Linked DNA regions of Hordeum vulgare: region 1 is linked to region 2. A link is a contact called in public Hi-C data. All regions are on one chromosome and are shown on one strand. The core of a region is the stretch at or near the end of the contact, and the rest is flanking DNA. Distances in the headings are between cores, read along the strand shown. Region 1 holds the start of LOC123425388 (phosphatidylinositol glycan anchor biosynthesis class U protein-like). Region 2 holds the start of LOC123425387 (ninja-family protein 3).

Region 1 (6,897 bases), core at 1,785-4,284, 410 kb before region 2:
GCATGTTATGTAGTACCCCCAGTTCACACGTCAACTGTAAGACGATCGTGATTATGATTGTTCATTCACTACGATCTACTATTATTATGGTTTTATTGTATTTACTTGTGGTGATTCTAATTAGTGGTCCAATTGGGCGTTTGAGCTTGTCAAATGGTCTAAATAAATTGGATAATCCTATTGAATAACCTTGGATAATCCGTCAAAATACCGGATTATCCAGATACGTCGGATATTACCGATACTATATCCGTTATCATATCCATCGAATATGGAGTGGACCAAAATCCGTATCCACATCCATATCTGATGGATCGTGCAAGTACATACCATATTTCCAAAAAGGATGCGGGTGGGGATTCAATATGAAAATTACCGTTTACATCCCTACATATTAAACATGTTCAATAAGGGGTCGAGTTGTGTTGGGTCGTGCGACCCATTCAACAAGGCTTGTCTTTACATTTGTTTTGTATGAGATTAGGAGATGGGTTGGAGGAAAAGAAGCCCAACAAACAATGCACCTCACCACTACCTCCCATCTGAAGCTAGCCAAATGGGTTATGCCAAGTGAACCGATCCAGTATAATGCACGCACGACACCACACAAGCTAAATGAATTGTGTCCGGCACGCGACACGCCAGGGCCGTGCCTAGGCCTAGAGGGTGGGAACGCCAGCCGACACTTCATGACCTGTTTATTTATTTTTGATCTTTTTATATATATCTCCGCTAATAATAAAGCATGGAGCGCTTCTGTCGTCCGTCGTGCCACTTTTACAAAAAAGCCCCTGACGTTTCCTGAAATCAACCCGCAGTCCTGATTTAAGTCAGAGAACGAATCGTTTTTTACATTTTACACAAGCCCCCCTATAACTAATCCAAACTAACCCGCAGTCCAGGGGCCTCTTTCTCCCTTCTCCACCAACCCCCCCCCCCCCCCCGCCGAACCCCAGCTCGCCTGCTCCGTCAAGTGCCGCCACCACCACCGCCTCTCGGCGCCGCGCTCGAGCTCCTCCCCCGCGGCGCCCCGGCCTCCGCCAGCGAGCTGCGGGCGACCCGGTGTCGGACCCCGCCCTCCCTCTCCTTCGCGCGCCCCTCCGACCAAGGGGAGCCCCCCCGTGCCCCCTGCCTAAGCCCGTCGTCCGGGAGACGGGCCCGCACCGCCGTGGCGAGGCACGAGGAAGCCGGCCCCGCCGCTCCCGTGGCCGCGGCCGCCCTGCTCTTAGGGTGGAGCTTGGGGAGGTGGTCATGGCGTGGCATGGATGCGAGGAATTGTGAGGAGGTGGGGAATGTACATGTATGATCTGATCTGGTGCCAGAAAGAGCTAACTAGGACTTTGTGCAGATTGAAGGGGGTAGATTTGTTAGTTCATTCACTCTGATTTTGATGTTTGTGGTTAGAAATTTTGTAGGAATGAATATAGATTCTGTGTCTTTGTGCTGCTGGTTGTAGGCTCTTGAATCTAATGATAATAGCTTTGCCTCATACTCCTATATGTGTTGATCTTATGAAAATATGAACACAACCGTACACTAATACACTACTGCACCAAATTGGATCCTAAATTAACACAATGACATATATAAAAACTTGGTTGTTTGTACATTCAATCAAATTGATGTTTGTGATTAGACTGTTATTTTCAAGAAGATGCTGGATTGTTAGCTGAACCATGATTTGTGATGACAACTACTTGAGGATGTCGATGCTCCCTCTGTAATTGGTGGAGCCCGCGCGGTGCTCGGACGCCACGTCGCCGTTGGGGTCCTGGATTGACAGGAAGCTGCTGGTCGACCCCAAGATGCTCTTCGTCGGATCCAAGGTTGGGGAGGGCGCCCATGGGAAGGTCTACAAGGGGAAGTAAGTGGACGAACCTTTGTGGCATATAACCCGTGCATAGTGATTCATATGCTTCACCTCAAGGTCGGCAGTACTTGCATCAATTGTTCCAGATTTGAATTTATGTTCCTAAGCTTTAGTACTAGCAGTTGTCCAATCCAATGGGTGTTATTGCAAAAGGTTCTATAGTTATGTATCACGAAGTAGGGGGTAAGAGTTGGTATGATTTTAATTTATAAGTATCCAATTGCTTCGAGAGCCGCTTTAGGGTTCTCATTTTATCGACGGCAGTATTACCTCCCTAGGATTTGATTTATTTTGCGCTTCATTTAGCTATGCCACCTGTTGTACATATCTGTTATTCCTGCTATAGTCAAGGATTCTGACCTCTTTTTCTTAGGTTTGAGTCTTGTTCTAATACTTGCAAAGAGTTGATTCTCTTAAATTTATTTATGTTTCAATGTACAGCATGTGTGTATATTAATGAATAAAACCATTTTCTTCTGCTGCTAATCGTTGATGTTCTCACAAGTTGAGTTGCCAGCCTGACATTCTTGTCCCCCCAAGGAGAAACCTATGCTGTTTAATTACATTTATATTGTAGTTTTGTTTTGCCCATGTGGATACTCTTGATAGCTTATATTAGCAGCCGCCCCCCCACGGAGAAACCCAAGGAGAAACCTATGTTGGAATTTTGAAATAGAATGTTTAATAAATTATAAAATGTTCGTGGATTAAAAAATATTCGTGATTTTGCAGAAAATGTTTGAAATTTTGAAAACAAATATTCAAGAAATCAAACAATGTTCATGATTTTTTTAAAGTTCATGAAGTACTTTTTATAATGAAATTATGCAAAAAAATTGTCAATTCTAAAAATGATCATGAATGGAAAAATATTCTAAAAATTCAAAAAATAATGGTTTGTGACTTATAAAATAGTTTTTCATTCATAAAATGTTTGCTGATTTAAAAAATAATCATGCATTTCTTTGTCCCGTTGCAACGCACGGGCCCTTTTACTAGTGATCTAAAAACAGCGCATCAAACTAAAATTGTGCCGTGGCTGGGCCAGGAAGCAAGGCACGTGGGCTGGTACGACACAGCCCATTTAATAAATGTGTCTGTGTGGGCCATGTCGTTCCAGGCACGATTAGCACGGGCTTTGCTCCAACCGCTCAGGAAAAAAAAAAACACTGCTCCCGACTCCCGTCCCCGATTCTCCTCCCGATCTCGCAGGCCCGCCGTCGCCACCACCGGACCCCAGGAGGCAAGGAGCCGGCCCTGCCCACCCAGTGCCCCTCCCCGCCCCAACCTTCGGTCGCCCACCGCCGCACCGCAGCCTTGCCAGCCGGGGCTCGGCAGCCGCCCATTCCGCACTCGGCAGCAGTCCTGCCCTGCGGCCGGCGGTGTGCAGTTGCAGCGGCCAGCCGATTTGAGGTACCTTTTCTCCATTCCCCAAGTTTTGATTGGCCTCATTACGAATTTCGGGTTTAGATTCATGAATTATCAGGTGGATTATGACAGTGCTATCTGCCACGTACATTAACACATACACATAATTTCTTGTGTCCAATTATGTCGTCATGATTGATACTCCCGATACACATACACATAATTTTGCACATAATTTCTTGTGTCCAATTTTGCACATAGGTACAGAGTTAGTAGAATGTAAATTTTTGTTGTGTCCAATCAGGTGAATTATGATTTTACACAGAATTTGCTGTGTCCAATCAGGTGGATTATGATAGTTCTGTTGGTAAATTAAATTAGTATGTTAACATGTCATATTTGCAAATCCTAGATCTCCACTGATCAGCGGCGATGGCGATCCGACACTACTGGTCGATGGCTGTCGCGGCCGTTGGGTTCCGCCTCGTTCTGGTGCTCTTCGGCGGAGACCTCCACCTTGCCTCCCGCCCGGAGGTCTCCACCCCCCTCACGTCCCTCCGCCGCCGTAAGCACACCTCCTTGCTCTCAGTCCTTCCCTTCCAAACCCCAGCCATTTTGTGATGCTGACGTAATTGGACATCTTGTTTGCCTCTCTGTGTGTGGTGCAGTGGCAGAAGGATACTGGCTAAAGCAGGCGTCCATGTCACCCTATTCCGGTACGTTACGCAGCTCCCCTCTTTGCTCTCTTTGCTAACTTTTAGCACTTCACATTTGCATCTGAATGACCAAAATTTCGAGGCCATGATAGTGGGGTGGGAGGTGGTACTATTAGGTACTCCCTCCGTCCGGTGAAAAATGTGCATATAGAAATTTTAGGACAAATTGTGGAGTGGAGTAAAAAATGCATTGGAAAGGTGCAAACCATCATTCTTTCCTCTTTAATTACCCAAACCCCAATGAGCTAAGTGCATGTAGAAATTGAGGAGACCATATGTAGAATGTTATTGGTCTTGATTACCGTGTGATGAGAGAGAAACATTTTTTCTACTTTAAAGTGCATCGGGAAGATAGAAATACAACTTTTGTGGACAAATTTTAAAGCTAAATGTAAAATCTTCACCGGGGGAGGGAGTACTACAGTGCAATTTTAAAATACTTGATGGCGACACTGGTGACTTCCCGATTAAGATAGGGCTGCATCAGGGGTCACAAGGGATATACAAGGAGATATCCCATTGTGTATGCTCTTTGCGGACGATGTGGTGCTAGTCGATGATAGTCGGACGGGGGTCAACAAGAAGTTGAGTTATGGAGGCAAAACCTTGGAATCGAAAGGTTTTAGACTTAGTAGGACTAAAATCGAGTACATGAAGTGCGCTTTCAGTACTATAATGCACGAGGAGGAGGATGTTAGCCTTGATGGTCAGGTGGTGCCTCAGAAAGACACCTTCCTATATTTGGGATCAATGTCTGGGTATCTACTGAATACTGATAGGCACTATTTCATGTTAATTTTTCTGTAACAAACTACTGATAACTAATATGGCTCCTACTTATCAGAGGCCTAGATGCTTCTTGCAATTACGTGACAAAGCTTAGCAATTAGCCGTGATATTTTTGCTCTTTGTAGTGTTGATGTGTTAACAGTTTGAACTTTTAAGGGATGGTCCAGCCTGTTGAATGATCTGTTTTTCAGGTTCGATGTATCATGGTTCCCCTTTGCTTCTATCGGTTCTTGGTCCGCTAACCAGCAAAAGGTGTTTGGTCCTTTTTTTAATGCTTCTTTGATCATTTCTTTCATGTCGCCACTGTTGCTATGTCTCTTCATTTGATCAGATCACCATATGAAATATTAGTATTCTAACACTCCATGGTGTCACAGGTCAGGCGGACACCATTCTCATATATATTGCAGGTAAATAAGTTACTATGTATTGTTCATTTAAACCAGTATATGTTTGTCTAAGATTGATAACTTGTTCAAGTATACCTGATTTTCATAGAAGAAAATCAGTTTTCTTTAGGCTTTACTTTTTATGTTCTTTATCTTGCCCATTGTATTGTTCAAACCAAAAAAAATGTAACCATGAATATTTCCATGACTATTGCATTTTGCTGGCAGTCATGTAATATTACACTCATGAATGCACAACACAGTTTGGTTTTTGTGGCTGTAGATTTTATAGCTGCTATACTCATTCGATCAACTGGGCGTACACTCCAAATGGCACGTAACAGAAGCTTGAAGTCTCTTGACCTCACAAAATCAGTGGACAATTCTGGTGAGTCATACTAGTTAATGTTATACTCCCTCCGTTGCAAAATAAGTGTCCTGGTTTTAGTTCAAATTTGAACTAAAACATGAGATGTGCTTTATTGAATCTTGAGCTAAATTTGCCTTTTGTTTGGCACCAATTTCTATTTATTTTCCCGAGTACCAACGACCACAAAGGTTTTGAAATTTGTATACTTGTGACGTACAGCTCCAAAAGTGAAATCTTAGAGATGTTTTATTTGTCAAGTAGTTGTTGACATTCTAAGCTTTATATTTTCTTAAAGAAGGAAACCCACTTATGCGAATTTTCCTTTACAAGGAATAAAAAAGGTTATGGATTTTCCTTGTGGATTTTAATGTGTATAGTCCTCTGCTTGCCTGATAGTGCGAATTTGTTGTTGGTAAGAGAAAAGTATACAATCTTGTCTGGAAAGGTGTGAATGGAACATCACTCTCTTTGAGTCGGATGCTTTGTCTTGTGATGCTTACTAATTGTTTATAGTACTAATTATCATTTTTGTGACACTTACAGTGAATGTAAGCGCAGGAGATACTGCTTCTCTAATATATCTGTGGAACCCTTGGACAATAATCACCTGTGTGGGTTCATGTACATCGCCAATTGAGAATTTAATGGTCGTGATAATGTTACATGGAGCCTGTTCAGGTAAGTTGAGCTAGCTGTGTTTCCCTCCAGCCTTCTATGTTTTTCAATATATCTATTATATTACTTAAACTAGTTGTTTACCTCATTGTTTCTTGGCCTTTTATTTGGCAAATCCTCCGTTAATAACTTTTTTATGGAAGATGGTATATTGATCTTCAGATAACCAAGAATTCCCCAAGTCTAATTCCAATTAAAACATCCTTGCAACTTTTGTAGGTCTTGTGCCGCTTGCTGCCTTTGGATATGTTATGGCAACACACCTTTCCCTTTATCCTGCAATTCTCATTCTACCTGTATGTGCCACAACCATTTTTTTTTCAATGTTCAATGGTATGTACATGCCATTTATCTGCACTGCTGATCTCTAACTGTTAGTTTTTCAGGTTGCTCTTTTATTGGGTAATGGTCCAGATACTCCTCCAGCTAAAGTCTTTCTTCAGAGAGGCTCGAGTGCCAATAAAATTGTCATGTCAGATAATGGAAAAAGTACTAGCCAAAAAGGTTTTGGACAATTCTCACGGAAACCAATACTTCACTTCATATTGTGGGTGTTTATCTGGTCATGTTATGTGTTGTTATTGAACAGCATTATTCTAAATAAAGTGGGTGGCCTACAGGAGATGTTTGAAAAGTAAGATGTTTGACCATTTAATTCTTCTGTAGCCATCAAAATCATGTGAAAGAGTGTAATATTTTCTGTTAAGACTTTCCCCATTC
Region 2 (6,384 bases), core at 3,760-6,259:
ATTCATACTAACAACATGGCAATCATGTTTTTCATTCAAGCATATATCATGAACCACTTTATAATTTTCTTCTTTCAACACTTCATCAAAATTTTCAGATTCATGATTTTCAAACAAAACTCCATAGAGATAGTCAAGTGCACTCAACTCACTAGCAAATTGTTCATCATAATTTGGTCTTTTGAAAACATTAGCAAGTGAATGAGGATCCATATCAATAGATTTTTAGCAAGCGAAGATGCAAGCAAATAGAAGGCACATGGCAACACAAGCAAACAGAAAGCAAGCAAAAGAAAGGGCGAACAAAAAAGGAAAATAATGTAAATGCAAGAGATGAGTTTGCGATAGGTACTTGGTAGATATGCTTCACTTGAATACTCCCCGGCAACGACGCTAGAAATTATTCCTGCTACTTCTTGAGCTTGCGTTGGTTTTTCCCTTGAAGAGCAAAGGGTGATGCAGCAAAGTAGAGATAAGTATTTCCCTCAGTGTGAGAACCAAGGTATCAATCCAGTAGGAGTATCAAGATGAGGCACCAATGAACCTGCGCAAAAACAAACAAACTTGCACCCAACGCGATAAAGGGGTTGTCAATTCCTTCACAATTATTTGCAAGGTGAGATCTGAGAGTGATAAAGGTAAATATGAATAAAAGTGCAGCAAGGTACTTTTGGTATTTTGTATGTAGATCTGAATATATAATGTGTAAAATAGACCCGCGGGCCATAGTGTTCACTAAAGGCTTCTCTCATGATAGCAAGTATTGTTGTGGATGAACGAATTACTGTCGAGCAATTGATAGAATCGCGCAAAGTCATGACGATATCTAAGGCAATGATCATACATATAGGCATCACGTCTGAGACAAGTAGACCGATACTTTCTGCATCTACTACTATTACTCCACACATCGACCGCTATCAAGCATGCATCTAGTGTATTATAAGTTCATAGCAAACAGAGTAACACCTTAAGCAAGATGACATGATGTAGAGGGATAAATTCATGCAATATGATATAAACCCCATCTTTTTAACCTTGATGGAAACAACACGATGCGTTGCGCCGCTACCCCTTGTGTCACTAGGTGAGGACACCGCACGATATGGACCCAAAACCAAGCACTTCTCCCATTGCAAGAATTATAGATCAAGTTGGCCAAACGAAACCCATAACTCGAAGAGAATTACAAGGATACGAAATCATGCATATAAGAAATCTGAGGAGACTCAAATAATATTCATAGATAATCTGATCATAAATCCACAATTCATCGGATCTCGACAAACACACCGCAAAAGAAAGTTACATCGGATAGATCTCCATGAAGATCATGGAGAACTTTGTATTGAATATCCAAGAGAGAGAGAAGAAGCCATCTAGCAACTAGCTATCGCCTCAAAGGTATGTTGTGAACTACTCACGCATCATCGGAGAGGCAATGGTGTTGATGAAGAAGCCCTCCGTGTCCGAATCCCCCTTCGGCACGGCACCAGAACGGTCCCAGATGGGATCTTGCGGAGACAGAAGCTTGCGGCGGCGGAAAATTATTTTCGTGGCTCTCTGTGTTGGTTTCGGGATTTTTGGGAATTTATAGGCGAAAGAGGTAGGGCAAAGGAGGCAAGGGGGGCCCACGAGCCGGCTAGGCGCCCCCTAGGGCGCGCCTAGGGGGCTCGTGACCTCCCATGAGACCTCCTGCCTTGGTTCTAAAGTCTTCTGCATATCTTCTGTTATGGAAAAAAAATCACCCCGCAAGTTTTATTCCGTTTGGACTCCATTTAATATTCGTTTCTGAAAAAGGTCAAAAACACAGAAAAAACAGAAACTGTCACTAGGCACTGACTTAATAGGTTAGTCCCAAAAATGATATAAAATGGCACATAAATGCATATAAGACATCCCAAGTTGATAATATAATATCATGGAACAATCAAAAATTATAGATACGTTGGAGACGTATCACATGGCGATGTGAGGACTAGATTATTGACTCTAGTGCAAGTGGGAGACTGTTGGAAATATGCCCTAGAGGCAATGATAAAATAGTTATTATTATATTTCCTGTTTCGAGATAATCGTTTATTATCCATGTTATAATTGTATTGAATGAAAACATAGATACATGTGTGGATACATAGACAAAACAATGTCCCTAGCAAGCCTCTAGTTGGCTAGCCAGTTGATCAAGGATAGTCAAGGTTTTCTGACTATATGCAAGTGTTGTCACTTGATAACTTGATCACATCATTAGGAGAATCATGTGATGGACTAGACCCAAACTATGAACGTAGCATGTGACCGTGTTATTTTGTTGATATTGTTTTCTGCGTGTCAAGTATTTATTCCTATGACCATGAAATCATATAACTCACTGGCACCGGAGAAATACCTTGTGTGTATCAGACGTCACAACGTAACTGGCTGACTATAAAGGTGCTCTACAGTTATCTCCGAAGGTGTACCTTGAGTTAGTATGGATCAAGACTGGGATTTGTCACTCCGTGTGACACAGAGGTATCTCGGGGCCCACTCGGTAATACAACATCACAAACAAGCCTTGCAAGCAATGTGACTAAGTGTAAGTCAAGGGATCTTGTATTACGGAACGAGTAAAGAGACTTGTCGGTAACGATATTGAAATAGGTATGCGGATACCGACGATCAAATCTCGGGGCAAGTAACATACCGAAGGACACAGGGAATGACATACGAGATTATATGAGTCCTTGACACTGCGGTTCAACCGATAAGATCTTTGGAGAATATGTAGGATCCAATATGGGCATCCAGGTCCCGCCATTGGATATTGACCGAGGAGTGTCTCGGGTCATGTCTACATAGTTCTCGACCCCGCAGGTCTGCACACTTAAGGTTCGATGATGTTTTAGTATAGTTGAGTTATATTTGTTGTTACTGAATGTTGTTAGGAGTCCCAGATGAGATCACGGATGTTACGAGGGTTTCCGGAATGGTCCAGGAACGAAGATTGATATATAGGATGGTTTCATTTGGTCACCGGAAAGTTTCGGGCATTTCCGGCACTGTACCGGGAGTGACGAATGGGTTCCGGGTGTTCACCGGGAGGGGCCCACCCACCCGGGAGTGAGCCCAATAGCCTTAGGGTGGCGCACCAGCCCTTAGTGGGCTTGTGGAGCCAGCCCAAGAGGGTTATGGCGCCACAAGTGAAAAACCAAAGGAAAGAAAGAAAAAAAGGAAAGAGGGAGGTGGGAAGGAAGAGGAGGACTCCTCCTTCCCAAACCGAATTGAAGGAGTAGTCCTCCTCCCCCTTTGGCCGGCGCATCCTTGGGGCCCTTGTGCCCCAAGACTAGCCCCTCCCCTCCTCCTATATATACTCGTGGTTTTAGGGTTTTTGAGATACAACTTTGCCACATGCAACTCAAACGTATTCCACATAGTTTTGCCTCTAGATCGGATTTCTGTGAAGCTCGGGCGGAGCCCTGCAGGAGTAGATCATCACCACCACCAGAGCGCCGTCACGCTGCCGGAGAACTCATCTACTTCTCCGTCTCTCTTGCTGGATCAAGAAGGCCGAGATCGTCATCGAGCTCTACGTGTGCTGAACGCGAAGATGAAAAAATGCAGCACTTGAATGTTTCTAGAATATGACGTGTGTTGCAACGAGGGTTCTGCAATACTGGTTTTGTTGCAATAATGAGGACAAGATTGGACTGTTGGCTGGACCAGATCTAACGACTGTTGAGGCGACAAATCTTTTCAGATTATTCGTTGACGGATGCATAGGGTCGTCTTTTTTGTTGTTGAAAAGAAATGTTTTTGTACGAGCTGATTTTATTTACCGTGTGATCTTTGATCATTTTTAAAAACTTTTAGTTTTCTACTCCTTTCATTCCTAAATATAAGTTCTTGTATTTTTTTCACTATAGGCTACATACTAAATAAGATAAATGAATCTATGCTCAAAATTTAATATATATCTGTATGTAGTTTATATTAAAATTTCTAAAAAAGATTTATATTTAAAAACCAAGGGAGTATTTTTGAGTAAAGTATATACGATTTGACGTTTAAGCTTTTCTAAGGCGTGGATGAATTACTTAAGGTATGTACAATGATGACATATAAATAGAGATGCCTCATGATAAAAAGTAATTTGAGACATTTATATTAATTTTTATTTTCCAATGCAAGCTATCATTAATGGGCCTCATGAAAGAATAGAAAATAATGACTAATACATATGCATCTTTATTTTCACTTTAACTTTTTCAGCTATTACATCGGATCATACTTTTTCTTTTCAAACATCCGCCTCCTGCAGAAAAAGCCGCTTCATTATCCAAACTTATTTTTTCTGACATCCGATCATACATGACATAGAAAGAATGAGACTATACATTAGAGCATGGTTAATAGTATAACCAACTGTTGGCTATAAGCCATCTTATAGCCTACTTTATAGCTAGTTTGTACAACAGTTAGCTACAAAAGAGTACTACTTTTATCATATATGGTCCACCTTTCATTCTCATAAAACACCTAGGAACACGTGCTAGAGCTGGCTCTTTACGAAGAGTCCGCTTCTCTTCTTTCTTCTCTTCTCTCTCATCCAATTTAGCAAAAATATAATATTTTAATTTTTACAGTCTGCTGACTGTACTTTATTATACATAACCTTACTGGAGTACTAGGCATCAATATTAACGAGGACGTGCAGCTACAATCATAGAAACAGTAGGACATAAAAAACTACTAGAAGTAGTCTGGAGTGGCACTGCACGGGGAGCCGTGCCCTGGACCAGAAGCCCGAAACGTGTCAGGCAGACGCCCCTACGCGGCCTCGACACGTCACACTTCCCCAACCGCGGTCCCAAGCCAACCGAGCCGAGCCGAGCCGCGCGCCGCCCTGTATCGGCCCGGCTTGTCGGGATCCAACACGTGTACCCGCTGTCCGACACGTGGCCGGCCTCCATGCGCTCGTAGTCCCATCCAACTAGCTCCCCCCTGTTCCCATTTCCAAACAATTCTGTTTAATGGAGTAGTCTAAGAACGAAGGAGATTAGAGCGACACGCACGCAGCGCAGGCCTCCTTCTCCTCTCCTCTCCTCTCCATTCCCATCCACCCCCACCCCCCACCCCCCTCCCCTCTCTCGCTCGAGGATCCCACGCGCCGCGCAGAGCGAGAGGGATCTAATTGACGTCGATTCTGCTGGCTCTGCTTTCCTGGCGCACGTCGATTGTTCGTTCTTGGCGGCTGTGATGTTCTTTCCTCTGGGTTTGGAGACCGAGAATTGCCCGGCGCGGGACGGATTTGCGGCAATGGCGAGGCGTTCCTGAGAACCTGGCCGTCCTTGGAGCGGAGCTTGGGGGACAGGAGGGGTTGGCGTCTGTTTCGCGGCGGGGAATTGCTTGCTCTCCGCCTCTCTGTGCCGGGCATGGCGTCGAGGGACTTCTTGGGCAGGTTCGGCGGCGAGAAGGGCGCGTCGTCGGACAAGGCGGGGGGCGGCGCCGGCGAGCCCGACGAGGTGGTCGAGCTCAGCCTCGGCCTGTCCCTGGGCGGCTGCTTCGGCGCCAACTCCGGCCGGGATGCCAAGAAGCCGCGGCTGGTGCGCTCCTCCTCCCTCGCCGCCATGTGCACGCTCCCGGGCGCCAGCGACGACCTCGCCGCCGCCACGCCCCCGCCGGCGCCGCTCATGCGCACCAGCTCGCTCCCCACCGAGACGGAGGAGGAGCGGTGGCGCCGCCGCGAGATGCAGAGCCTCAAGCGCCTCCAGGCCAAGCGCAAGCGCCTCGAGCGCCGCACCTCCATGAACTCCGGCAAGTCCGGCGGCAGCAGCAGCCGTGACGACGCCCAGGAGCCGCTCTACCCCAGCGCGTTCCAGCTCCGCCGCTCCGTCGTCGACCAGGGGAACACCTCCTCAAGCATGCCAGACCAAGGTATACACATGCTTTCACCAGCTTCCCTGCTACCCCTACAACTATCTGCTACTATAATCAGCTTGCAATCCCAACTGTTTTATTGCGTTTCCTTGCTCGAATTATTCAGTTGCCGAGCTCCCGGTGATCCACGCACGTCGGTGTCATGCCGAGCTTACCGTACTTCTTTCGGTGGCAGATGCATGGACAGAGGGGGATCTAACAAGTCGGGTGTTCTTTGCCATGGATCTTGCTTTGGTGCTGTGATGCACTCACATCGATTCGTTAGAATTAGAACGCTAGTTGAGCTGATGCTTCTTTTTTGCCAAATTGGCTGACAGCTGCTTCTGCCATACAATTGGGGAATTCTTTTCTGCACAATCTGATGATACTTCTACGTACGCATGGGATTTGTTGCCTTCTTTTCGGGCCATTTGTTTTGGGTGATTTCATTTCTGGGATTATTTGGAGCTCCTAGGGTCTGAAGGG

The links. A called contact is a pair of places that touch in the nucleus more often than the background predicts.
Region 1: a contact with region 2 is called in a Hi-C map of leaf, with 2.3 times the contacts expected there. The contact joins the promoter of LOC123425388 here to the promoter of LOC123425387 in region 2. A contact is called at or near these places in 3 of 6 Hi-C or Micro-C datasets (leaf and seedling) and 1 of 1 datasets of contacts at active chromatin or transcription factors (embryo).

What each region holds. Positions count from the first base shown.
Region 1 is chr2H:108,628,012-108,634,908 of MorexV3_pseudomolecules_assembly, reverse strand. LOC123425388 (phosphatidylinositol glycan anchor biosynthesis class U protein-like) reads left to right here and starts at 3,034. Exons shown (of 15, transcript XM_045109083.1): 1 at 3,034-3,283; 2 at 3,651-3,803; 3 at 3,907-3,954; 4 at 4,935-4,995; 5 at 5,121-5,153; 6 at 5,396-5,520; 7 at 6,046-6,180; 8 at 6,397-6,473; 9 at 6,564-6,811. The coding sequence starts at 3,671.
Region 2 is chr2H:108,220,364-108,226,747 of MorexV3_pseudomolecules_assembly, reverse strand. LOC123425387 (ninja-family protein 3) reads left to right here and starts at 5,009. Exons shown (of 2, transcript XM_045109081.1): 1 at 5,009-5,916. The coding sequence starts at 5,415.